Linked DNA regions of Mus musculus: all the other regions are linked to region 2. The links are chromatin contacts, called in public Hi-C, HiChIP or PLAC-seq and promoter capture Hi-C maps. All regions are on one chromosome and are shown on one strand. The core of a region is the stretch at or near the end of the contact, and the rest is flanking DNA. Distances in the headings are between cores, read along the strand shown. Region 1 holds the start of Steap3 (STEAP family member 3). Region 2 holds the start of Insig2 (insulin induced gene 2). Region 3 overlaps Steap3 (STEAP family member 3). Region 4 has its middle 34 kb from the start of Steap3.

Evidence for each region. Promoter capture Hi-C pulls out the DNA fragments that hold promoters and counts their contacts. A called contact is a pair of places that touch in the nucleus more often than the background predicts. HiChIP or PLAC-seq counts read pairs in DNA pulled down with a chosen protein or histone mark.
Region 1: a promoter capture Hi-C map of liver shows a contact between it and region 2, with 5 times the contacts expected there. The contact joins the promoter of Steap3 here to the promoter of Insig2 in region 2. A contact is called at or near these places in 10 of 39 promoter capture datasets (the 3T3-L1 cell line, 3T3-L1-derived adipocytes, the C10 cell line and 5 more), 6 of 484 Hi-C or Micro-C datasets (the G1E-ER4 cell line, the HPC-7 cell line, LSK cells and 3 more) and 4 of 115 datasets of contacts at active chromatin or transcription factors (the NIH/3T3 cell line, embryonic forebrain, heart atrium and 1 more).
Region 3: a contact with region 2 is called in a Hi-C map of uterus, with 3 times the contacts expected there. The contact joins the enhancer-like site here to the promoter of Insig2 in region 2. A contact is called at or near these places in 4 of 39 promoter capture datasets (cranial neural crest, embryonic stem cells, frontonasal cranial neural crest and 1 more), 1 of 484 Hi-C or Micro-C datasets (uterus), 4 of 115 datasets of contacts at active chromatin or transcription factors (astrocytes, bone marrow-derived macrophages, pancreatic cancer cells and 1 more) and 2 of 9 other capture datasets (adipose tissue and liver).
Region 4: a contact with region 2 is called in an H3K27ac HiChIP or PLAC-seq map of acute myeloid leukemia, with 8 times the contacts expected there. The contact joins the enhancer-like site here to the promoter of Insig2 in region 2. A contact is called at or near these places in 2 of 39 promoter capture datasets (hippocampal neurons and pre-B cells), 1 of 484 Hi-C or Micro-C datasets (female germline stem cell-derived STRA8 germ cells), 1 of 115 datasets of contacts at active chromatin or transcription factors (acute myeloid leukemia) and 1 of 9 other capture datasets (liver).

The regions. Positions count from the first base shown.
Region 1 is chr1:120,255,462-120,261,327 of GRCm38.p6, reverse strand. Steap3 (STEAP family member 3) reads left to right here and starts at 2,450. Exons shown (of 5, transcript NM_001379355.1): 1 at 2,450-2,567. The coding sequence starts at 2,546.
Region 2 is chr1:121,323,748-121,329,767 of GRCm38.p6, reverse strand. Insig2 (insulin induced gene 2) reads left to right here and starts at 1,744. Exons shown (of 6, transcript NM_133748.2): 1 at 1,744-2,077.
Region 3 is chr1:120,226,105-120,232,261 of GRCm38.p6, reverse strand. Steap3 (STEAP family member 3) reads left to right here. Exons shown (of 5, transcript NM_001379355.1): 5 at 4,334-5,848. The coding sequence ends at 4,615. Among named protein-coding and RNA genes, the nearest start is that of Steap3, 30 kb to the left of the region's middle. Within about 2 kb of position 2,476, at least 17 of the 459 cell types and tissues checked have an H3K27ac peak or open chromatin away from gene starts, as enhancers often do. A contact at or near this core is called in uterus, where this site is marked.
Region 4 is chr1:120,290,314-120,296,020 of GRCm38.p6, reverse strand. No RefSeq gene overlaps it. Among named protein-coding and RNA genes, the nearest start is that of Steap3, 34 kb to the right of the region's middle. Within about 2 kb of position 2,015, at least 57 of the 459 cell types and tissues checked have an H3K27ac peak or open chromatin away from gene starts, as enhancers often do. A contact at or near this core is called in acute myeloid leukemia and pre-B cells, where this site is marked.

The sequences.
Region 1 (5,866 bases), core at 1,201-3,700, 1.1 Mb after region 2:
GGCATGGATGTGGAGGAGTATGAGATCAGTGAAGGGTGGAGTGGGTTATCCCAGCACTTGTGAAGAGAGCAAAGCCTTCTTGAGGCTGGTGAGCAGGCCTTCCACAGTGACCACCTCCCCATACTATAGACGCCTGTTACCTGTGGGGTGGAGGTTTGTCATTCTTCCCGGCAGGCTTATGGAGGAGGCAGAACCCCAACAGTGAGGTTGGATGTCTCTGAGGGCAAACTTGTTCTAGGTGGCTGTGACCCAGACCCTCCTGGTGGAGTTGACCTGAACAGTGTGGGATATGACAAGGAGCCAGTGCTCGGTTGTCTGGGTGACCAGCCTTGCCTGTGCAAGGGTCAGAAGCAAACTGGAAGCAGTGGTTGTGTCCAGCAAACCAGTGCCCCCACGAAGACTGAGCCAATGTAAAAGATGACATGAGTCCCTCGGATGGTCCTTAGAGGGATGGCTCCTGACTGGTCAGAGCTAGAAGGGGAGGAAGCAACTGGAGCCCAGACATCAAGAGTTTTGATTGGGCTGGGGGTGGTATTCTGGAAAGCCTTACTCCTAGAGATCCAGGCTCTGTGGCTAGAGATGGACACCTTAATGCACCTCTGTTTTCCCCGAGCAAAGCCCCAATGGGAGCAGGTAGAACCCTAAGGAACTACAGAGAGAGTATGTTAGCTCCTTTCCACTTCACCCAGCAGGTGTCTTTTCCTGGGGAAGTGTCCCTTCCTCTCAGAACTGCTACTCTAAGGGGACCTGGAGATCACCCAGCAACCTTGTCTGGGACACAGTAGGCTAAAGGGCTCCTGTACTGAGTCAGGAATTCTGTCCCAAATCCTGCTGCTCAGAGCTTTGGGTGACTCTGGGGCTCACTGGTGATGGAGAGTCCTCCTTGAACCCCACTGCCTCCGCAGGCATCTTCCAGCATCAAGGGAGCACAGCTCAGAATGAGGGACTAGGGGTGATGCACAGGTTTCTATCCTCAGCTGATACTGTCCAGGGATCACATGGTACCCCAGCAACAGAGAGCAGATTCAGACAACAGGCAAACACTGAGTAACCTGTGTCTTTAAGGGCTTCCATAGTCACTGTTTTACTTAATGGTCAAAATAGGGAACACTGGGGATGTAGGCAAAGTCCAAAGTCTTGCTTATTATGTATGAAGTCCTGGGCTCCAACCAAAGACCCACATAAACTGGACATAGTAGAGTATCCCTGTAATCCCAAGTACTGGGGAGGCAGGGGCTGAAGGATCAAGGGTTCAAGGTCTTTCTTTAAGACCAACCTGGTCTAAGTGAGACCCTCAGAGTAGGAAAGAAGCCTTCCCAAGGTCACACTGTTAGCATGCGGTTAAACTCAAGTTCATATTTAGGGCAACCAACTGCTAACCTAGCCTTACTTGTTGATTCAGAGTGGGTAAATGTTGTCCAGGACTACAGGAGCTGATAGATGCCGACAACAGGGAATTGTATTTCCAAGGAAGTGGGATTTGGGTGGGTCAGGAGTATATTCAAACTCAGATGGAAAGAGCAGGCCAAGAGCAAGAGAGTCACAGGTCAGGGCATGAAGAAAGAGAAAACAAAACCAGTCTCTGTATTGGCCTGCACTGGACTCCATGTGATTCCAGAATCTAGCCCTACCCCCAAGAGGCTTTACTGTTAGGGACAGACATAAGAGGACTGCCAGTCAGAGCAATATGGACCTGCTCTAGTTGCTGGTCCTTATAAAGCCACAGACTGGGACGTGTGTGCTTAGCAACAGACTTCACTGGGCTGCAAGTTTGCTAGTTCTGACACGCTGAAGACAGTCAGATATGCCCATACACAAGCCCAGACAGCACCGTTCCTGAACTCTGGGCTGCCCTCAAAGCCTTGGAACCCAGCAGTCAGCAGCCAGCAGCGAGTGGGCGTGTGCCCTTATCTACCATTTCCAGTGAAATGATAATAGAGCGGTCTGTCCATCATCTTCTGCTATAGGCACTGTCTGGCATGTGGTGACAAAGAAGATCCCCCTATCAGCACAAACTGCTGAGAGAATTCTCGAGAAGCCTGTAACAGCCATGGTGATTGCAATGAATTACCCTCCTAGAAATTGATCATTCGCTACTTTCTGTTACCATAATGCTGGCTTTGTACCTCCAAGGGTCTCAGTGTCTCTGCCCAACCTCTCCATGACATTTATTCATTTTATGCATCCTGGCTTCAGCTTGCCATCCTGCCTCAATTCCTGTACCAAAGACTCTGCAGTCTGAGCCACTAATTACTTCAGTGAGGTTTCCTCCCCAAACAGGAAGTCTCCCGCAGAATTGCTCTCTCAGGGCACTCTCTAACCGAACATCAGCCACCTCTCCAGGGGCCAGTCCCTGTGGCCAGCTGTAGGTGGGCAAACTGAGAGGGGAGGTGTCCCAGTTACCCACGCCCTAGAAGGGCCCGTGGCCGTCCCAATTCTGAAAAACCCCAGTCAGACTGCCGAAGGTGGAGACTTTAGTCAGAAGAGGCGACTTGCAGCGGGGTTGTCTGGGCATTCTAAAACTTCAGACCTCCCCTGAGGCCAGATGGCGCAGTCACCTGTTGCTGGTAAGTCTGTTGGGGCTCCAGGGCAGCTACCAGATTCACTTACTAGTACGCCATCCTCTGGTCCACTTGAGAGTGCTGTTCTTTGAAGGTCTGCAGATTTTACCAGAGCCCAGAGAGAGCAGTGTTTCCCTGAGAGTTGCACAGCCTCAGCCTGGCAGCAAGGAGCACAGTAGAATAAGATCTTGTCAAAATAAAGCAGGAGATTGATTGTCTGCTGTGTGTATTTCAGGGCCACCTTCTCAGGGAGGGCGTTCAGGCAGTAAACACAAGAGCCTCTTCAGAGTGCAGGGCTCTGGTTTGCACACACAGAGAAAGCAGCGGCTTCGTGGGTTTTAGTGTGTGTTGCTTTAAAAAAAAATTAATGTTCATGATGTATTTCTGAGGAATGTGGGCCCGTCGGGAATTATAAATTTTACACAGAACTGCCGGCTGCGAGTAATCGAACTGGATTTTTCTAGAAGGATTTGAAAAGCTAGATGTTTGTAAAAGCTCTATCAATTATTCATTTGCTTTTATTCTGCAAAGTGATGTGGAGAGAAAATGCTGTTTTCTAACAGATCAAACTTGTGTGCATGAGTGTGTGTGTCTGTGTGTGTGTATGTGTGAGTGTGTCTGTGTGTGTGTGTGTCTGTGTGTGTGAGAGTGTGTGTGTGTGAGTGTGTGTGTGTGTGTCTGTGAGTGTGTGTGTGTCTCTGTGTGTGTGTGTGAGTGTGTGTGTGAGTGTGTGTGTGTGTGAGTGTGTCTGTGGGTGTGTGTGTGAGAGAGAGTGAGTGTGTGTGTGTGTGTGTGTGTGTGTGTGTGTGTGTGTGTGAGTGAGTGTGTGTGGGGGGAGGCCTGGCTTATGTGCATGGACTTTGTTTCCTCTTCGGCAGGCACAAAACTGCCATCCTTTTAAAAAAAAATAATGATTTTTATGATGTCTAAATAACAATCCCAGGTAGTATTGCAAGAAACGTAACAGCAAAATGTTTGTAAGAGTCCATCTGATAGGGGAGATGCCCACAGAGAAAACAGAAGTGTGCCACTTAGGACATGTTTGATGTCATTAGCTTTTATTTTGTTTGGGGCAGAGCCTGCTGTAGCCCAAGCTGGTCTCAACCTCATCATGTAACTAAGGACAATTTGGAACTTCTCATTCTCCTGCCTCTACCGCCCAAATATGGAAATGACAAATACACACTACCACGATGTTTGTATGGTTCTAGGGATATAACTCAGGGCTTCCTGTATACTCCATAAGCTCTCTACCAATCAGCCTCCATCTCCAGATCTGCCACTACATTTTACATGCTAATTTCAGACTGGTAGCCTCTTTTCTCTCACCTCACCTTGGGAGGTAGACACGGGTTGGGCAAGGAAAGAGACTGTGGTCTCTGAGCCTAGGAAGGAACAAAGGCCTGGGTCTAAGTGAACGCCTACTTAAGACCCAGGATGGAGGACAGCCACACTCTAAAGGAACAGCAAGAAGAGGGACTGGGAAATTGTTCCCAACAGCTCAGAGAGAAGATAAAGGACACAGGAAGGAAACAGACTTAAATCTAGAACCTGGTGCTGGCCAGGTGACATCTGTAGCACCCACATACAGAGCCTCTGCCCTTGCCACCCAAGATGTCAGTTGGATGCTGAGACTAGATTAAGGCAGAGCCAGCTCTGGGACCGAGAGGTGCTCCCTTTGCCTGTCTGGGCCTTAGTTTATGATGCATAAAGTAGAAGCATCCTCTGTAGGTCATATCCCAACACACATCCAAAGTCATGTATTGCTGCACAGTGAGATCTGCCCTTGTCTTCTAATCTCTTCTCATTCGACCCTGAGGATTTGGGTTGTTCAGGGACCAGACACTTACAGAGAGACATGCTGGCTGCCTCCCTCAGTAGCCTTATGCCCCCAAGGAAACCTTGGATTACTACTTAGGGAAGTCATGTGTCAGAAAGAGGGAGAAGGCGTTGTCCCTGGGAATCTCTTCTTTTTGCACAGCAAGGGTGTAATTTTCATTCAGGCTGTGTGGGCAATCCCCTGTTTAATGATGGCTTGACACAGGATCTTTCAACTTTAGGGGAGGTACAACACCAACATTGTTCAGTGGAAACCGTTCTTCAAATTGTGAATTTGGATGTTTCCCAGGAATTTTAAACTCACAGCATCATCAATTTACAGTGGATTTGCTGGCTGCCACGCCACCATAAATCAAGGTCCATATAACGAGCAGGACTTGTGTGTGTGTCACTTGTGTGTCTGTATGTTCACACATGTGAACTCACATATAGACACGTTCATGTGAAGGCCAGAGGTCTTTCTCGATCACTCTCTGACATATATATTGAGGCAGAGACTGTCACTAGAAACAACTGCTCCCAAATTTTGCTAGTCTTACCCAGAGATCCTCTGTCTCAGTCTCTGGGATTACGGGCAGGCTACCACTCCTATCTGGCATGTATATGGGTGCTAGGGGTACTTTCATGGCATGCTCTTTACCCCTGATCCATCTTCCCAGCCCAGAACGATTTTATAGACATTATTATTCCCTCCACCAGCCTGAAGGTTGTAAGTTCATATCAGAGGATATTAGGTTTAATGTCGCCATAAACACGTGGGAAGGGCACTCTAAGGGAAGGTGCATGGCACTGTATACTTGGTCCATCCCTGTGACAGAGAGCCTAAGGGATCAGAGGACAAAAATGTCTATTTTTATCTTAAAGAGGAACTGGGAGCCTTCTCTTCTTCCTCCTTTTTTAAAGTGTATGCATATGTGTGTACTCATGTGTGTATGTGTGCTCACATGTATATACTGAGTCTGTGTATATGTATGTCTGTATGCTCCTAACGTGTGCTCACATGTGTGTGTTGGGGGGTTTCATGTGGACCCAGAGGGTGACATTAGGTGTCACCTTCAGGATCTCACCAACTGACTCAGAGACCATCCTGTCTCTGCCTCCCCAGCACTGGGATCACAAGTGCATGCCACCATGCTCCGATTTTTGTGTGGGTGTGGGGGAGTTCGAGTTCTTTATACTTTCTAGGCAACCACTTTACCGATTGAGCCATCTCCTTAGCCCCATCAGCTGGGCCTTCTGTTGGACCTCGTAATTGCTAATCTTAGTTATAAACATGACTAAACTTGGGACCAGATAGTTATAAAAGTTGCTGGGCACTGCTGTGAGGGACTTTATATTGGTTTTGTTTTTGAGACAGGTTCTCATAATATGGTCCTGGTTAGCAGAGAACTTACTATGTAGACCAGGTTGTCTTCAGTCTCACAGCAATCTGGCTGCCTGTCTCTTAAAGTGCTGGGATTAAAGCT
Region 2 (6,020 bases), core at 495-2,994:
AAAAGGACCAATTGGACCTGACTTCACATATGGAGTCAGTGCTGAGACACAACTGAACTTTCAAAAAGTCTTCACCAGCAGTCCAATGGCACAGAACCAACTTTAAAGTAAGCCAAAATAAATATGATCTCACCGCCCTCTTAAGTCATACCCTGACATCAGTTTGTTCTGGATTTTCATGTTGCTGTGAAAAACAAATGCTTGGCAAAAGGACTTGAGGGAGGATGGGTTTATTTTGGCTCCCATTAAGGAAGGACACAGGCCATCACCATAGCTAAGGCATGGAGGCGAGAGTGAGGTCACACTGACTGAAGAGACAGGAAAGAAACAGGAAACTGAGAGGAGTGTTGATGCTCAGTGAGCTTTCTCTTTTTTATTCAGCTCTTGACCCCATTGGGGCTGCTCACATCCATGTGCTTCTTCCTTCCTTCTTTCCTGAAATGTTTCTAGAAACATCCCTCAGACATACACCCAGAGGTATTCCCATAGCGATTCTCAATCCTGCCAAGTTGACAAAAATATCATATCATGGATAATATGGGTTATCCCATGTGTATTTTTATTTTTCCTTATAAAACTCTTCATCTGTGCAGCATAATTAGCCTAGGCTTTCAATTACTATGCATAAAAACCTGCAGGAATTAAATTTAAGATTAGCTAGACAAAAACCATTAGAAATACATGAAAAGCCATATTATTACATGCTGAGTCTTTTGGTCCAAGTTTAGTTTCTCTTATTTTTAAGAAATAAATGTGTTGATAAAATGATCAGAAACTGTTAAAGATGCATCTGATTGTTAGTTCAAAGTAAATGAAAACAAAGGCATTTAACCAAATGACATTCTCTTGCTAAATTATAGCAATTACTTTAGGCCCATAGTTCCTACAAAACTCTCCTTAAGACCAATGCAATCAGACCACAAGCATAATATATTTTTGGCTAAGCTCCCCAAAAGATGATATAGTGAACAGCCCAGAGGTGGTAATCAAGCCACTTATTAGCCTTTAAAAACACTCTGTAGAGGAATGTAGTGGTGGGCAGGAAAAATGATCAAAACGTATTGTATATGTATGAAATTTTTCTTTAAAAAAAAAAAAAAAGAGTCCTTAAGGACTTCATACAATGCATTTTTATATTTACTCCCCACTTCCCTGACACATCTCCCGGATTCGCACTCCACTTCCCCACTCGAACTTCAAGTCCTTAAAATCTTCAAGGAATAAAGAAAACAAAACTTCTCTGTACCATTTTCCATCCAAAACAACAGCTCATCTGCACCATCTCCAACGTGCACACTATCCATTCTCTTAATTATGGTTTCCAGTTCTAAAAGGAAGGTCTTAGCTGGGCGTGGTGGCGCACACTTCTGATCCTAGCACTGAGGAAGCAGAGACAAGTAGCTCTCGAGGTCTGCCTGGTCTACCTGGGTAGCTTCAGACCGGCTAAGGCTACATACACTGTGTGACCCTGTCTCAAGAAGGAAGCGCTTTAAGTCAAATTTTGACAGTAACAGAGGTGATAAGGTTTTGTGTTGCTTGGTCTTTGACCCAAGTCTCTCGAGAGCTGATGCAAAGAGCTGCCTTTAATCCGTATTCAGAAAGGATACTGAGGCACACTCCAAGGCGGGAAGAAGTTGCAGGCGACAACCGTGGAGCCTGTCACCCGGCTGGCAACTGCGGCCCACGCAGAGGGTGGAGTCTCGGGCTGCGCGTGCGTGCGCGCACGAGTCCCTCACTCCGCCCACAGAGTCCAGATGCCCATCCAGAACCTCTGACTCCCGAGGGCACCAACAACAGCTGATTTCGCAGCCTCTCCTCCTCCCAGACAGGGTCCCCACCTCCTTCCAGCCCGGAGTGCCCGGCACACCGGAAGTCCTTTTGCCCCGTCTCCGCAGAGCGGAGGCAGTGCGCGCAGAGGCAACCGGAAGCTCCTCTGCCCCTACCGTCAGCGTGAAGCCGCCGGGCGGCGCAGGCGCAGTGCGGCTCAGGCGGAGCTGTGGGAGGGGAGTAGGTCGGGGGCCGGTCCCTGAAGATGGCGGAGGCGGGGGTGAACTGGGGGTCTCCGGGCAGAGCTCAGGTGAGCTTATTTGGCCGGGGACGGCTCGAGGACGGCGGTGGCTTTTGGGAAGAGGAGCTGTTTATGTTTTAACGTCGCAGGCTGGCAACACTCCTAGCTGGTGTTGGGGGATCCAGGACCCGCAGGTGGGGCCTGCTGGGGCGAGGGGTCCCCGGCTTACCTGGAGAGAGGTCAGCGAGATCTAGGGAAAAACCAGCGGGCTCATAGAGGGACAGGCTTTGGGGGATGCCGAGGTCCCTGGACAGTGGAAGACTGTCAGAGTGGAAGAAGGCTGGAGGACAGCGGAAAGGGCGACCCTGGAGGTCTGTTTGGGGACAGAGATGGGCCAGCTGTCTAGTGTACACCTGCCCGGACTCGGTGCCTTGTAGTCTGGGAGGAAGACTCAGGCTTGTATGGGAGATGGATGGAAATTAGGTACATAACCGTAGGAAGTTTAGAATCTACCGAAATAAGAGGACTCCTGAGTTGAAGAGTAGGGATTGTGAATCGGAAGTGAATACCTTTTAGGTATGTATCAGTGGGTGCTGCCAAGCAGTTGTTGCCAGGGCCTAGAAGTCGGTTGGTGATAGTAAGTGGGGCTTTAGCGTCGTTCTTTGGGGATGAGCCGGCTGGTAAAGGAAAACAGTGCTTTGCTGAGGATGGCGTTTAGGGACACGAAAGGAGTTAAAACTTAAGTGAAAAGTTGTTCACGGGTAGTGTGAACTATGTCGTTGGGTGAAATAGATACCCCGAAGTGTTTACTGTTTTGTAGGATTGATGAGGAAATTCTTGGAGAAAGAGCAAATTGAGTTGACTGTTGGGACACTTATGTTGGCTGGTTTCAGTGACCACAGCAATGAAAGACAGTCTCCAGTTCTGGATTAAAACAAAACAAAACAAAACAAAACAAAAAAAAAAAACCAAGGCTTCCATGCGGGGCTTCCTCTCTGCCCCCCCTTCCCCCCTAGCTTTGGGGTTTGGCCCAGACAGTGAACTACTGAATGAAAATGAATAAAGGGGTGTCCCCTGTTAATTAATGACCTGCGGGGGAAAAACAATGACTGATGTTTTCTTCCTCCATCGTTTTTTCTGGATTTGTAACCGCTGATATTACTTGTTTTCATAGTATTCAGCTCGCATCTATTATGAAATGACCAATCTATGAGTCGTTTTGTATTCGGGGAAATTTGATGCTTTAAAAACGGATAATTGTGTTTTAGATAGAGATACTGAAAAGGAAAAGATAAAGGACAGTTCAGTAAAAACACTGTTTTTATTGTGTGTAGAAAATTATCACCAAGCAGTAGATAACATTTTTTAAGGACTAAGCTTTCTGTGCTTTCTGTTTAAAGCAGTGCGCTGTGTGACTGCTGCTTGCTTAATGGTTTCTGTGTTTGGGTTTTAATGTGGGGAGAGAAGAGCAACGGCACTTTTTCTTCCTAGAGCTTCTAACGCACCTTTTGAGAGTCATATCTGTATGCTTTTATTTAAGGAGGGTTAAAGCATGTCATGGAATTGCGGTTTTGTCCTGCTGATGCGTATTCTGTTTTGTGAACGCCGTTCTAATGAGCACAGCATGTGTTAAAAAAAGGGTGGTGGTGGTAGTAATTTAACATTTTTATTTGTTAATGTATCTAACCCAGTCTCAGAAGAGAGATTCATCTGAGAATGCAAACTTACCAATGTGACACTAGTTATTGAAAAATGAATAATCCTGTTTGCTTGCAACTAAATGGTTAAGTTACTTGATTTACCAGGTGTGGTGGTGCGTGATGGATATACTAGTGCTTGGGAAGTAGAGGCAGGAGAATCATATCATAAGTTCACCGTCATTCTTGATTATATATTGAGTTTGAGGTCAACGACCTAGACAAAAAACAAACAAACAAAAAACCCAAAAAACAGAAGAAGCCTAAATTCCAGCTAGGTCTTAAGTTCCTATATTTCACTTCTATACTTTCTCAAATGCTTCTTACCTGAGAGCATGATCTTGATGGTGAACATAAACTTTGATTTGCTTGTGCTCTAGAATTACTTAGGCCTCTCGTCTATCTAAAAGCAATGCTATGAATCCATTATCACTATTAAGTCACATGGGTAGTATTTTTTCAGCTTTGATAATTTGTCACTGATCTAGTAGCTAAACTATGCAAACTGTTTTTCTGTGTTCATTCATGCACTTTATGGAAACTGTAGATCAGGGCTCAAGGTAGAATACTTACTGCATGTCCTCTTGTCAAGTGTTCTCTTAAATTGTAGAAAGCATTGTTTTGGAGTTAGTAGTTCATGAGGACATTAAAAATAGTTTCCTGCAGGGCGGTGATGGTGCACGCCTTTAATCCCAGCACTTGGGAGGCAGAGACAGGCAGATTTCTGACTTCGAGGCCAGCCTGGTCTACAAAGTGAGTTCCAGGACAGTCAGGGATATACAGAGAAACCCTGACTCGAAAAAACCAAAAAAAAAAAAAAAAAAAAAAAAAAAAGTTTCCTATGTGTTACCTAAGATGCTTGTGTGGTGTTTGTGCAGAGAGGTGGAAGGAACTCTGTTTATGGAGACAAAGTGGTTAGCCCAGACATGGCTGCCTGTTAGGTTGACTGGCCATCTTGGAAAGTTAAGCCAGGTTTGGAGGCTCAAGTCTAATCCCCACACTCTGGAGAACAAGGAAGGAGAATCAAGAGATTTGAGGCCAGCCTTGACTACATAAGTGAAATCCTGTTTCAAACAGGAAAAGAAAAGGACATATTAGCCTATCTGATTTCGTACAATGGGAATTAAAAACACTGGCCTATTTATTACCATTGACTCATTAGGAGCCATTGAGGTATTAGCTTAAAAATATATATATACTTTTTATGATCTAAGTTTTTCAATAAGATTAAAAATTTTGGAGAACCTAATTTCATTTTTATATAAGAATAATACTTAAAATATAGGTATATTTGTTTCAAAAAAGTGTTAATAGCTTAAGAATCTTTAAAGTAAATTATGCTGTATTTGTTCCCAGAGCCTTTAACATACCCCACACACCTAGCTAATGCTGAGATTATAAGTGTGCTTTTAAATTTTTATTTAAAAATTTTTAATTTGCTATGACTGGTCATCAGTGGTGGTGGAGGGGGAAGGGGCTGAGGTGGGGGGCTTGCATGAGACAGCACACATGTGGAAACAAGAGGACAACTTTGAGAAGTTAAATCTTTCCATCTTGGGATTTGATTCAGGCTATCAGGCTTGTATCACAAGCTCCTTTACCCTCTGAGCCATCTCCCCAGCCCATAAAACATAGTTTTCTTTGAAAAGAAACTTCACTGTTGTCTAGGAGGTAATGAATACTTCCCTGGAACTTCCTATGTGTTTGACCAACCAGATTATTGTACGTGTTTACACGTTAAGAGGACCCAGAAATTACTTCTCCCAGCCCAGATCTAGTTTTCTGTTTTGTTTTGAGTCAGTGTCTCATATATCCTTGGCTAGCTTTGAACTTACTGTGTAGCTAAAGACAGCCTTGAATTCCAGATCTTCCTATTTCCACCTCCCACGTGCTGGGATTATATCTCTGTTCCACTGTAGTAGTTCTTTCCTGATCTTGTTAATTCATCTGCAGACTGTGTGTGTGACGCTATTAAAGTGACTGAGAGAACTGTTAGGTTGATTGGGCCGGCCTGCATCCGTCCATCCCTCTCTCCCTTTCTCCCTCTCTCCCTCCCTCCTTTCCTCCCTCCCTCCTTTCCTCCCTTCCTCCTCCTCTTCTTCTTCCTCCTCCTCTACATTTTCCTCCTCTCCTCCACATTCTCCTCCTCCTCCTCTTTGTTTTGTTTTCTGACAGGGTCTCAGTAGCCCAGGCTGGTTTGAAATGTACTCTGTAGCCCAATCTGACATAGCGGTTGGGGTGCTTCTCCTCAGCAGATTTGGGTCACCACACTTCATCTGATGATGGCTCATTGTTGACTTTGGATACTGGAGACT
Region 3 (6,157 bases), core at 1,227-3,726, 1.1 Mb after region 2:
TTAAGCAGCTGTAGATTACATGCTCCAGCTCTGGCTGCTGCAGGAAGCCTTTGGATTTGATTTTGTTAGCAGAAGCCGGCTAGGGCTCCAGAAGTCACGCTTTGCTTTACATATTGAAGAGAGTGAAGCGAGGGTTTCGTTTGTGGGTGTCTGACGCCTGTGCTCTAGCCTCAGATACCTCAGCCCCCTCTCCTGAGGGCCCTAGTATGGAGGAGGGTCTGCCAGGGCGCCCTGAGGCCAGTTCCAGCACCACCTGCTCTGTGCATGTGGGCAGACCATGCCCATGCCCCTGCCCCCAACCCTCAATTTACACTCCTGAAAAATGAAATTAATGTTGTAAGAGAAATGTTTGTGAGGCAGGTGAGAGGAGAAGGGAAAGCACCTTGCTCCTCTTCTTGGGGTGTCTGGCCACGCCCCTACTATCTCTGAAAAGCATCGGCCATCGGTTTCTTCTGGGGACAGGGTCTCACTGCACTCTTGGGCTCCAAGATCCTTTTCTCTTGGACTACAGGTGCATGCTACAGACCTGACTCCCAACTGCTACTGTCTCTGTCTCTCACTGTGTTATGCCTGGCTGTCCACTGGGCATGTGAAATACGTCATAAACTTTATTGTCAGCCACCATCTGGGGAAGGCTCTAAAGCCACAAAGAACTTCGGGAGAGATACAGATATCAGGCTTCCTGCTCAGATAAAATGCTCAGGGACAGCCTGGAAGTCTAGGTGACCCGTAAGCGTGCATGCTGCCCTCCAGTGGCAGGAACACAGGATCAGCTCCAAAGCACCCATTGGCCTCCCTGGTTCACCAGATAAACTTTATCTCCATGTTCTGGAGCTTCTGTCTCATCGCTTGTCCCTGTCCCCACCCAGGACTATGAGTGGACACACGTAAAAGGCAGGCTTTCTGTACCCAATAACAGATGGGAGGTTTTCAAGGGAAGAGCTGGCCTTCTTGACTCCTGTCAAGTTCACGTGCAGTGAGGAGCTATCGGATTTAGAAACCTATTGGTGTTCCAAAGACCCTGGGCCAATCCCTGGGCCGGGAATGCTTTGTTTAGCTGATCTGAGAGCCACTGAAATATTGATCCCATTAAAAGATCCCATATGCCTGCATTTAACCTTCTGTTTCCAAAGTGATTCAGGTGTTGTTTTGTTATGTTTAGTTTAGTTTGGTTTGGTCCGATTTGGTTTGGTCTTATTTTGTTTGTTTCATTTTGGTTTGGTTTGGTTTGGTTTGGTTTGGTTTGGTTTGGTTTGGTTTGGTTTGGTTTGGTTTCAGTTCAGTTTGGGGGACAGAGTCTCATTTAGTCCAGGCTAGCCTCAAACTTGAGCTATGTAGTAAAGAAAACCATTGAATGAGTGCCTGACCCTTCTGCCTCAGCTCCCAAGTGCTGGGATTAGGCATGGGCCATCACATGCATTTCTGTGGTACTGCGATGACATCGGGCCTTTGCGCATGTTAGGCAAGTGTCTGATAGCTGATTTAGACCCGCAACTCCTCCCTTTGCTTGTTTCTTTTTCGAGACAGGATCCCATGAATCCCAGGCTAGCCTTAAACTGGCTATCTATATAGCTGAGGATGGCCTTGAACTTCTGGTCCTCCTGCTTCTGTCACCCAAATGATAAGATTACAGGTGTGCACCACCATGCCCTGTTTATGAGGCACTGGGGATAGATCCCAGGAACTTGTACATGCCAGGCAAGCAGTCTGCTCCTGAGTTATATGCCCAGCCCTCCAGAGCGCTTTTCAAAGTTTTTGGTTTGTGTTTCTTTTTGTTGGGGGTGGGGTGGGGTGGTGTTTGTTTTTATCTAGCATCAGCTGTATTGGACTCTCCCTATCAGTTAAATTCTATATCACTGTAAAGTGTCCAGGAGGACGTAATACAACTGAGCAGAAACCAGGGTGTAGCCCTGAAACCCCAAGTTCTGTCCCTGAGTTATAGGCGATTCCTCTGACCTTGCTTGATGCAGCCACCGCCTGAAATAATGACAAGGACCAGCCTGACCCTGACTTGGTGAGCGATGGCCAAAGCCCCTTCATGCTGTAGTAATTGAGTGCCAGCAGGACCCACGGCTAACAAGCTTCTGTGTAATAAAAATGGCCCTAGCTTGGTGTGCGTGTCTGGGGCTGGGGTTATTAATGGCTTCTTGACAAGACTTTTCCTTCTAATTTCCTTTGGTCCTCTAGAAATTTTAAAAACTGTTCCCAAGGACAGAGAGAATTTTAAAGAAAACAAATTCTCTGAAAACATCCAGGCTTCCCAGCAGGGTTGGAAAATCAAAAAGCTTTCTGGCTGTCGGCCCTGGCTAGAAACTACTGGCCCAAAGTTAGGATTCCTGCCACGTGTATCATGGAACTAACTCAGAAAACAAAAGGAGTGATATAGGAGATGCTAGATGTAGCTGCTGGACCCTGGGCAGGTCTCCATGCTGGGCCAGCATGCTTGTCCCTCAGTGCTTAAGACACTGACCCACGTGGGTCAAACACAGGGTGTATCCCTGGGAGAGATACCCGACCTCCTGTGAGGCCACATCCTAGGCCTGAGTGAGTTCTTATTGCTGCTTCATCGGACCATGCAGGAGACACTGCCCCTGCGTGCAGCCAGTGGTTCAGGATCTGAAGAGGGGCTGGAGCTGGGCCCTCACCCTGGGGCCCTGCGTGGGCTCCTCAACCTCCAGCTAGAAGGGTGTGGGTGCGAGGGTTTCCAAAATTAGTGGCTTAGTCCTGGTGACACATTTGTATCATCTGCTGAACTCTGAAAAAAAAAACAACAGATGACTGCGCTCCACCCTAAACCAGTTGAATCTGAATTTCTGAGGGTGGGGCTGACTCCTGTTTCCACTAAGCTTCCCAGGTGACATTAATGTGCAGCATCGGTTCGAAACCAGCCTCTGATTGACTGATTTTTCAGAAATAAAATCAGATGGAGAGAGGCAGGGGGTCTTATTGTATTTGGGTTTTTTTAGGGGGGGGCTTTTCTAGACATGGTTTCTCTGACTTGGAACTCGAAATGTAGACCAGGCTGGCCACCTGAGTTCTAGGATTAAAGGCATATGCCTGGCTGCATTTGGGAATTTTATTTGAACTTTTAAAAATGTAGTGGGAGGAGATCTAGGAAGATGGTTAAAATGCTTGCTACACACATACCTTGAGGATTAGAGTTTTGGTTTCCACAACCCACATAATGCTGAGTAGACAGGGGGGCCACATATCTGCAATTCCAACTTCAGGAGGTGGGGGTGGGAACCCTAAGCAAGCTGGCTACTGAGACTAGGCTCGTCAGCAAGCTCTGGTTTGACTGAGGGACCCCCGCCTCAATACATAAGGTGGAAGAGTGAGCAAGGATGATTCCTGACATCAGCCTCAGCCTGCACATGCACACATACCCACACACACACACACACACACACACACACACACACACACACTAAGGCAGTGCCCATGAAGACAGTGGGCAGCCCTTGGAAAATGCTTGTTGTAATGTTAGCCTGGAACATCACAAGGAGTGACCTTCTGAATGATGTTCTCCCTCTATCTGGAGCTCACCACCATTCTTAACTACTTTGTGTTTCTCCTTAAGACAATTGATAATGAATTTCCTTTATAATCCAGCTAAGTATTATCTGTAAAATTTTGGTGGATATGCCAGCAGATCTTGTTTCTATTCTAATATATGTGAAAATATACATGAAATCAGTAGAGTGTTTTGTTCTTAAGCTCTTTCAGTATAATCCCACTTAAAAGTTTTCTGGGAGTCATCAGAATTCCAAACAGTGTTGTTGGAAGAAAAGAAAAAGCAAAAGAGAGGACAGAAAGCACGGTCGTCAGTCAGTCAGATCTGCTGGGGTCAGTCTTTATATGCCTTTAGCCTGGTGTGTTTTCAGCCAGGGATGCAGGCCCAGATAGTTTAGGAAGCAATCATAGCATCATAGAGAAGAAGAGCAGAGGGCTCTGGGGCTATGGCTCAGGAGTAGAGCTAGCCTTATGTGCATGAAGCCCTGGATTCTCTTCCCAACAGAGCACTTGTGAGACAGAGGTAGAAAGATGAGGAGGTCAAGGTCATCCTTAGCTACATACTGAGTTTGAGGGTAGACTAGAAGAGGAGACGCCCTGTCAAGAAGTAGGGGAGGGGATGGTGGCCAGGGCCAGCAAGATGATTCAGTGGTCAAGGCAGTTGCTGCCAACCCTGACAACCTGAAGTTCATTCCTGGGACTTACATGGGAAAATGAGAAGATCGACTCCTCCAAGTTGGCACAGGGAGCTGGGATTTGACCCAGAGATGCCCTGGGCTCAGGGGCCGTCCTCTCATTCCTGCCTTCTCTCTTTCCACAGTCCACACTGGGCTTCGTGGCCCTGATACTCAGCACAATGCACACACTCACCTACGGCTGGACCCGTGCCTTTGAGGAAAACCACTACAAGTTCTACCTGCCGCCCACATTCACACTCACGCTGCTCCTGCCCTGTGTGATCATCCTGGCCAAGGGCCTCTTCCTCCTGCCCTGCCTCAACCGCAGACTCACCAAGATACGCAGGGGCTGGGAGAAAGATGGGGCTGTCAAGTTCATGCTGCCCGGCGACCACACACAGGGGGAGAAAACAAGCCACGTGTGAGGCCCTGGAAGTGGAGATGGCTTGTGGGGGCCCTGAGCTGGGTTCGGGTCTCTTTTCTGGATGCTGCACAGCGAGGTGATGATATATGCGTGGGTGGCTGAGATCCTAATTCCTGGGATGCAGGTGTAAACTGACATACTCAGAATGACACCCCATACATGTGATATGTACTTACATATATTTCACATATAATAAGATTTGCTATTATTCTTACTTAGCTAAAAAAAAAAAGTGGGTCCCTATATTTCAGCGTAAGCATTTCAAAGCAAATGCCACACATTGAACAGCAGATCCCACCCTTGTGGTATCTACAGAGGCAGACAGACACTCTGGTATAGGAGAAACTGTCTTTCGTTGGATTCTCTCCTTTAATCTCTATGCTCCTTATTAGCTGAATCCTAAAGTTGGTGCAAAGCTGGGGCAAGAAATGCCTCTGGTGCCGCCTACCCCCATCCCAGGGCTAAGAAAGAAGCCTCGAGTGAACAGGGAACCAGGTCTGGACTCTGCTGCTTCCCTGGGCGTGCGTGGGGAGGCTCAGCAAGACCCCCTGGGATCTATGCAGGAGCTTTTTCAGGTCCGTCCTTTCTTCAGGGAAGGGTCTGAAGCTGCCCCATCTGATCCTAGCTGAGCTGAGAAGATTCTTCCCCACCCCCTGAAAGTCCAGAGTCACCACCGGAGCCTGCAAATTGATCCTTCTGCGAAGGTGTGAAGTCACCGCCTCTCCAGAGCCATTAATGAACCTGGTCTTCGGGAGGAGGATAATTGTTTCCTCTCCATTAAGTTGCTGGTGACCCCCCCTTTAAATCACTGTGCCTTCTCGCCTTTTCCATCATTAATTTGGACATCTCCGTGGAGTGGACACTTGTCTGGGCAGTCCGGGGTGGGGGGGAGCATTAGAGATTGCAGAGAATAACCATCGAATCCTCTTCTTGGGGCAACCCTCCCCTTGGATGTGCCCCAGGCCTGCCTTCATTAAATTGGTCCCTGAGGAGAATAATAGGGACCCTTTTCATTTACCCTGTCGCCTGTAGGCAGAAAACCTACCTTCTGAGCACCCAGAAAACACAGTGGCCCCATGCTCTTCTTCAGGGGGTTCCACAGCCCCCTTCCCCGTGTTTTTGCCTCCCTCCCTCCTTCCTCCCCTCCCTCCCTCCCTCACTGTTACGTTCAACCACAAAAGTCTTCAAATATTGTTTTTTTGAATTCTTAAAGAGACCTCATTTTATTACAATAGTTAAAATTGTCCTTTGTTTATTATTCTTATTAAGCTTTCCTGGGCCTGGTTTATTAATTAGACTTAATCACAGGCGTGTATAGGAGAAATGTAACATATGCTTGTGTGTGTGTGTGTGTGTGTGTGCTCGCACACGTGCGCACACTCCCACATGTGTTTTGATTATCTACAGTCTCAGGAATCCTGAGACTGCTTTATAATTCAAAACAACTGGGAGTGGCTTTTCTGCCAAAGCTACAAGTGTCAAGCTTTACTGCCCCAAACACAGAGGGCCAGACCATTGTCAGGGCATGGCGCATCTATCCTCC
Region 4 (5,707 bases), core at 766-3,265, 1.0 Mb after region 2:
CATAGTGTGCATACTGCATGAAGTTATGCAGCTCTGGAGAAACCATTATCCATGCTGCGGGGAGACCCAGTGTACTGCTTTGGGGTCACCCATGCTTCTGTAAGCAACACCTCTGTAAATAAGCCTAATAAACTCGCTGGTTTTCTGGGGTGAACCCTTGAATAGAAACATAGTTTGGTGTGTTCTTGGGAATTTATAGAGAGAGACAAGTGCTATTTATGTCATCCAGGAGAGAAATCTCAAAAGAACAACATCAAAAATACTGTTTTAATGTTGTCGACATCAGGGGTTGTTAGTATGTCTTGGTTTAATTGTAGACTTGGAACTTAATGTACATGTTGTAAATAGCCATGTTTGTGTGATAAGAAAGTGTACTCTTTTCACACGTATACCTACAAAGAGGAAAGGTTGCATCCCCCAACTTGACCTCTAGGCCCCTCATCTACTCCCATGTTGGAAATCCTGAATACACATGAGCCAAGAGGTCTCCCTGATTTCTCTTCAAGTCTAATCATGTGTTCATTCTTATATTTTTCTCCCCTTTTTTAAGGCTCCAAAAGGAAGACTTCAGCCTGTACTGTTCTATCATCCTGAAACGATTGTCTTTCAAGGGCAAAGCTCTCTGCTGCATCAAGTGGCTGCAGAGGCACGGGGTGTGCAGCTGAGCCATCCATCCTGTCTTAATGATGCCAGGAAGGAGGCAGGTTCACAGGTGGAAGACTGAGACAGCTTCTGCTCTCCGAGGAATGCAAGGACAGGCAAAGAACAAGAGGGAACAAAGGGAACAACTTCTGCTCCCCCAACCCCATGCTAGGGATTGAACGGAGGACTCAGGCATGTTGGTCAAGTGCCCATCCAGTGAACTACATCCCCAGCAGTAGACATTCTGCTTTTTAAGGCGACGCCAAGAAATAATTAAGGACTGGCTTAGTGGATGAAAGGACTTGCCACCAAGCCTGAGGATCTAAGTTCAAATCCTAGGACTCAGATGGTAGAAGGAGAGATCTCTCCTCCAAGTTGTCCTCTGACCTCCATGTGCAAGGCATGATGTGCATGTGCCCTGTGCCCTCACACATACAAAAGTACACAGACACAGGTAGATAGGTGATAGATAGGTAGATAGATAGATAGATAGATAGATAGATCAATTAATTTTTAAAACTAAACATTTTAAAAAGTGGTTGTTAACTGGAAAATAAAAAAGTCAAGCCACAGCTGTTGGCAGTGATATTGATCCATCTTTACCCCACAAAACAAAAGCTATTTTAGGTTAAAACAAAAAGAAGCAAGGAGGAGCTGGAGACATATACCAGTCAGCAGAACACCTGCCTACAAGGTGTATAGCCCTGGGTTTGATCACCAGCATTCTATAAAACTGGACATGGTGACACACAACTGTAATTCCAGCAATTGGGAAGGAGATATAGGAGGAATGCAAGTTCAAAGTCATTCTTGGCTACAGAATAGGTCTGAGGCCAGCCTAGGATGTGGGAGACCTGGCCTCAAAAAAATAAAAATAAAAAAAGGAAAGAAAGAAAGAGAGAGAGAGAGAGAGGGAAATGAAAAGAAAGACAGAACGTTTGCTTTTTGTTCTTGTTTTAAGGAGGGATGCACCCATTTCCTAATCTCTGTCAGGGGACAGGGACTCGGGGATACTGACTGCCTCAACAGAGTGCTCACACTCTTCAGAGGCAGACATACAGCTGTGTGTGGCCTTGAATGAAGGGGAAGGGAGAGAAGGAGAGATGGAGGAATTCAAAAGAAGCAGAGGACAACAGAGCAACAGAAGTGGAAGCTACCACTGAAGCCCTATGGAGACTGCCTGGCTTGAGTGTTGCCTTAGTTACTTTTCTGTCTCAATGACAATAGCATATCAGACACAAAGCAACATGGGGAATATGGGTTTTACTTTACCTCACTTTCAGGGGGAATATAGTCCATTATGGCAGGACAAGCAAAACAAACCGAATGAGCATGAGGTCAGACTAGCAGTCAGGAAGCAGAGAGCAGAAAAACAGGAAGTGAGGTCAAGCTATAAGCCTTCAAAGCCCACCCCCAGTGGCATACTTCCTCTACCTCCTAAAGGTTTGGCAGCTTTCCCAAACAGCACTACCAGCCAACAAGCAAGTATTCAGACATGTGTAAGGAACATTTCATGTTCAAACTACAACAGATGTGGTTTGCCCCCCAAGGCTCATGTGGCTTGGTCCTCTCTGTGGTGATGTCATGATATTAAAGTGATATGTGACATTTACCATCGTAGTGTTGTCTCTGTGTATGTGAAGAATGGGAGGGGCACCCAATCACCTGCTGTAAGGGACCATGATTCACTTAAGAGTGATATTCCAGGTTCAAATAGTATGTAAATGTAAAGAGTGTTTTATTCTGCAGAAGTCCAGCATGCTGTGGTCGGTCTACCACCTACAAAGATGGAGAGACACTGAAGTGAGCTCACAGGCCTGATTTAAAGCACATTAGGGAAATTCTGGGGAAGGGTAAGTGACCTCTATCTTAATCTTGGCTCTATCACTAAGGACATCCCAGAATCATTGCAGGGCAGGGGTGGGGGGGCTGGAAACTGTTGCTGGGGAAGTCTGGAAACTGTTGTTGAGAAAGTCTGGAAACTGCCACTGACACACTGTCCTTGCCTTGGGTGGTGGGGCAGCTTCTGAGGCCTGAACTTGCCTGGATTTGCCCAGTTCTTGGAAACAGAAATATAGGCCTAGTCTTCTAAGCCTGTAATAGAGTCAGCTTGGCCTCCTCGATGCTTGTTTTCTCCTCTCCTGGTGGGGTGGCTGATCCTGTGGCCTCAGACAAACAGAAGCTGCTAGAGGAAGAAGGTCAAAGCAGCACGGAAGGATAGGAGTCAAATGGCCCACCCAGGGTCTCAGCTGGAAGGCTGAACTGTGAGAAGATAAACAGACCTCCTGTTGGGCCTGCTCCAAAGCACTGCTGGTCTGGATCCTGTGAGAACGTCCCTATCATCCTGGAAGATGGCCCCCAACAGAGGTTTTCAGGCAAGAAGTAAGTGGACCTCCACTAAACCAATGGTGAAGAAAGACATTTTGTGGGAGTATGCATGCAGCTGCAAGCATTTGGCACTCAGAGGACAGCTTGTGAGAATCGGTTCTCTCCTCCTCCCTTGCTTCTTCTAGGATTTGAACTCAAGTTGAGGGACTCTAAAGGGCTTTTGTCCCTCCTTACAGCTTCGCCCTCCCGCCTAGGGACAAGGCTAGGCCAAGTTTCATTCTCCACCCAGAGGAATATTCTAGAGTTAAAAAAAAAAATCTCAGAATGTACTGACTGATAGTCACCTGACCATATGGAAAGTCCCAGGTAGAGTTCAAATGCGTGTCATGCTTGCTAGCCAATAGATTTAAAGGTCAATATGCTTAGCCAATAACTTTGATCTGTAACCTTGCTGATGTAACCTGTAATAGCCATTGGGGTGGCCTTCTAGTCACTTGCCTTGAGGGACTAATTGAAGGTCGACGTAGGCACACTGGAAAATAAACCTCTTACTTTTGCATCGATCTGCATTTCAGGGTCTCACTTGGGGGATCCTCAAAGTAATACCAATGACCGAAGGTTGGGGTCTTACAAAGTCATCAGGCTTGGCTGGAAGAGCCCTTATCCACAAAGCCATCTCACTGACCTGAGCAAGACCTTCTGACTGGTTGGGAAACTCCATGAGAGAGACAGCGTTTTCATAGTCATGTGCAGAAGATGGTCAGGTGATTTCTGTGTCGTACCAGTAACAGAAAGCCCCACAATGAGGCATTGGCTGTCCCTTCGCCTTATTTATTGTATGTTGCTGTGGTGGTTTGAGTAGGTTTGCCCCCTCCCCCATAGACTCTTGTGTTTGAATAGTTGGCCTACAGGCAGTGGCACTATTAGGAGGTGTGGCCTTCCTGGACTGAGTGTGGCCTTGTGGGTATGGTGTGTCCGTATAGGGATGGGCTTTGAGATTTCCTATGCTTAGGCTCCTCCCAGTGTGATATTCTAGTCTCCTCCTGGCTGCCTTCAGAGCCAGATGTAGTCTCTACATCATGTTTGCTTCCATGCAGCTGTGCTTCCCATCATGATAATAGATTAAACCTCTGAAACTGAAAGCCAGTCCCAGTTAGATGTTTTCTTTTATCAGAGTTGCCTTGGTCGTGGTATCTCTTCACAGCAATGGAACCATAGCTAAGACAGTTGCATCAGTTTTCTCATGACTACAACAAAATAACTAACAAAATGGAGCTTTAGAAAGAGTTTAGCCAGATGTTAGTGGTGCACACCTTTAATCCCAGCACTCGGGAGCCCCAATCAGGCAGATCTGAGTTTGAAGCTAGTCTGATCTACAGAGTGAGTTCCAGGGCAGCCAAGGCTATTCAGAGAAATTGTGTCTTGAAAAACAACAAATAAAAAAACAAACAAACAAACAGTTTATTTTGACTCACAGTTTGAGAATATAAGCGATCCATCATGGCAGGGGTGTAAGGTAGCTGGTCACATGGCATCCACAGTCAGGAAGCAGAAAGAGATGATTACTGCTGATCAATCTCTGTCTCCCCCTCCCTCTCCCCCCCATAAAGAAAGGCTTTTATTAGGGACAAGGAAATACACACAGCAAGAAACACGGAGAGAAAAGCTGTCTGCAAAGCATAGGGGACCCTCAGGAGGCTGGAATATGGTGTCTCCTTGAGGGCTCACCTTCTCCTTTGTATGCAGTCCCTCCCAGCCCATGGAATGTGCAGCCCACATTGAGGGTAAATCTCCTACCCCCATCAGCCCAATCTAGAAACCCACTCTGAGTCACAGCCAAGGATAATTCTAGGTCCTCCCAACTTGACAATTCTAACCACGGTGTTGTTGAAGCCACTAGGGTGACTGTACCAGCGTGCTTCTGTCTTCTGCTTAAATCATGAAATCTGTTTCAATAGGCATCAGAGGAGACGGAATGAGGAAAAGAAAGATGTAAAGAAGCCCCTCCCCTCCTCCCCTCCCTCCTCCCCAGTCAGTGGCTTCCTTATTCAAATCCTCTCCCTCTCTCTCTCTCTCTCTCTCTCTCTCTCTGTACTTACTTTGCTCTCTGTGTTTCACACAAAGCAAAGAAATCCTCCCGGCTCCTGCTGAAGAACTGCAATGTTTCCACTTTGGGAAACACAAAGGCAATTTTGTACCTCTTTCTGTGTCACTGTATCGTGTCTTGCTGAGTTTGGAGATCACTATGGATGGCTCACTGCTGTGGCAGCAGGAGCACAGGCCTGCTTGTTCACATCTCTAGACGAGCGAGTGAACAGAGAGAGATGGGGTTCATACTGTAACTCCCAAGCTCCCAGAAACCCACTCCCTCCAGCAAGGGTCCACCTCCTAAAGGTTCTACAACCTCCTAAAACCCCATCACCAGCTGGGAACCACTTTTCCAACACACAAATCTGTGGCACCTATTTTATTTCAATATCATTATCGAGTTCTGACTTTTTAAAAGGAGAGGCCCTTTCCTGAGACCCTGAGGCCACATATAACTGGTTGTAAAGGGTGCCTGAATACTGACTATCTGAAAGAGGACCCCATGGCCCTCATCCTTCTATAGGTGAACCTCAACAGTCAGCAAGCTCATCATTGACCCATCATTGTCTGAGTTCCTCAAAATGGTCTGACAAGCTGTCAGAACAATGCGAAACCTCTTCCTGGGAGACAAGCCTACCCCCTAGCAGGC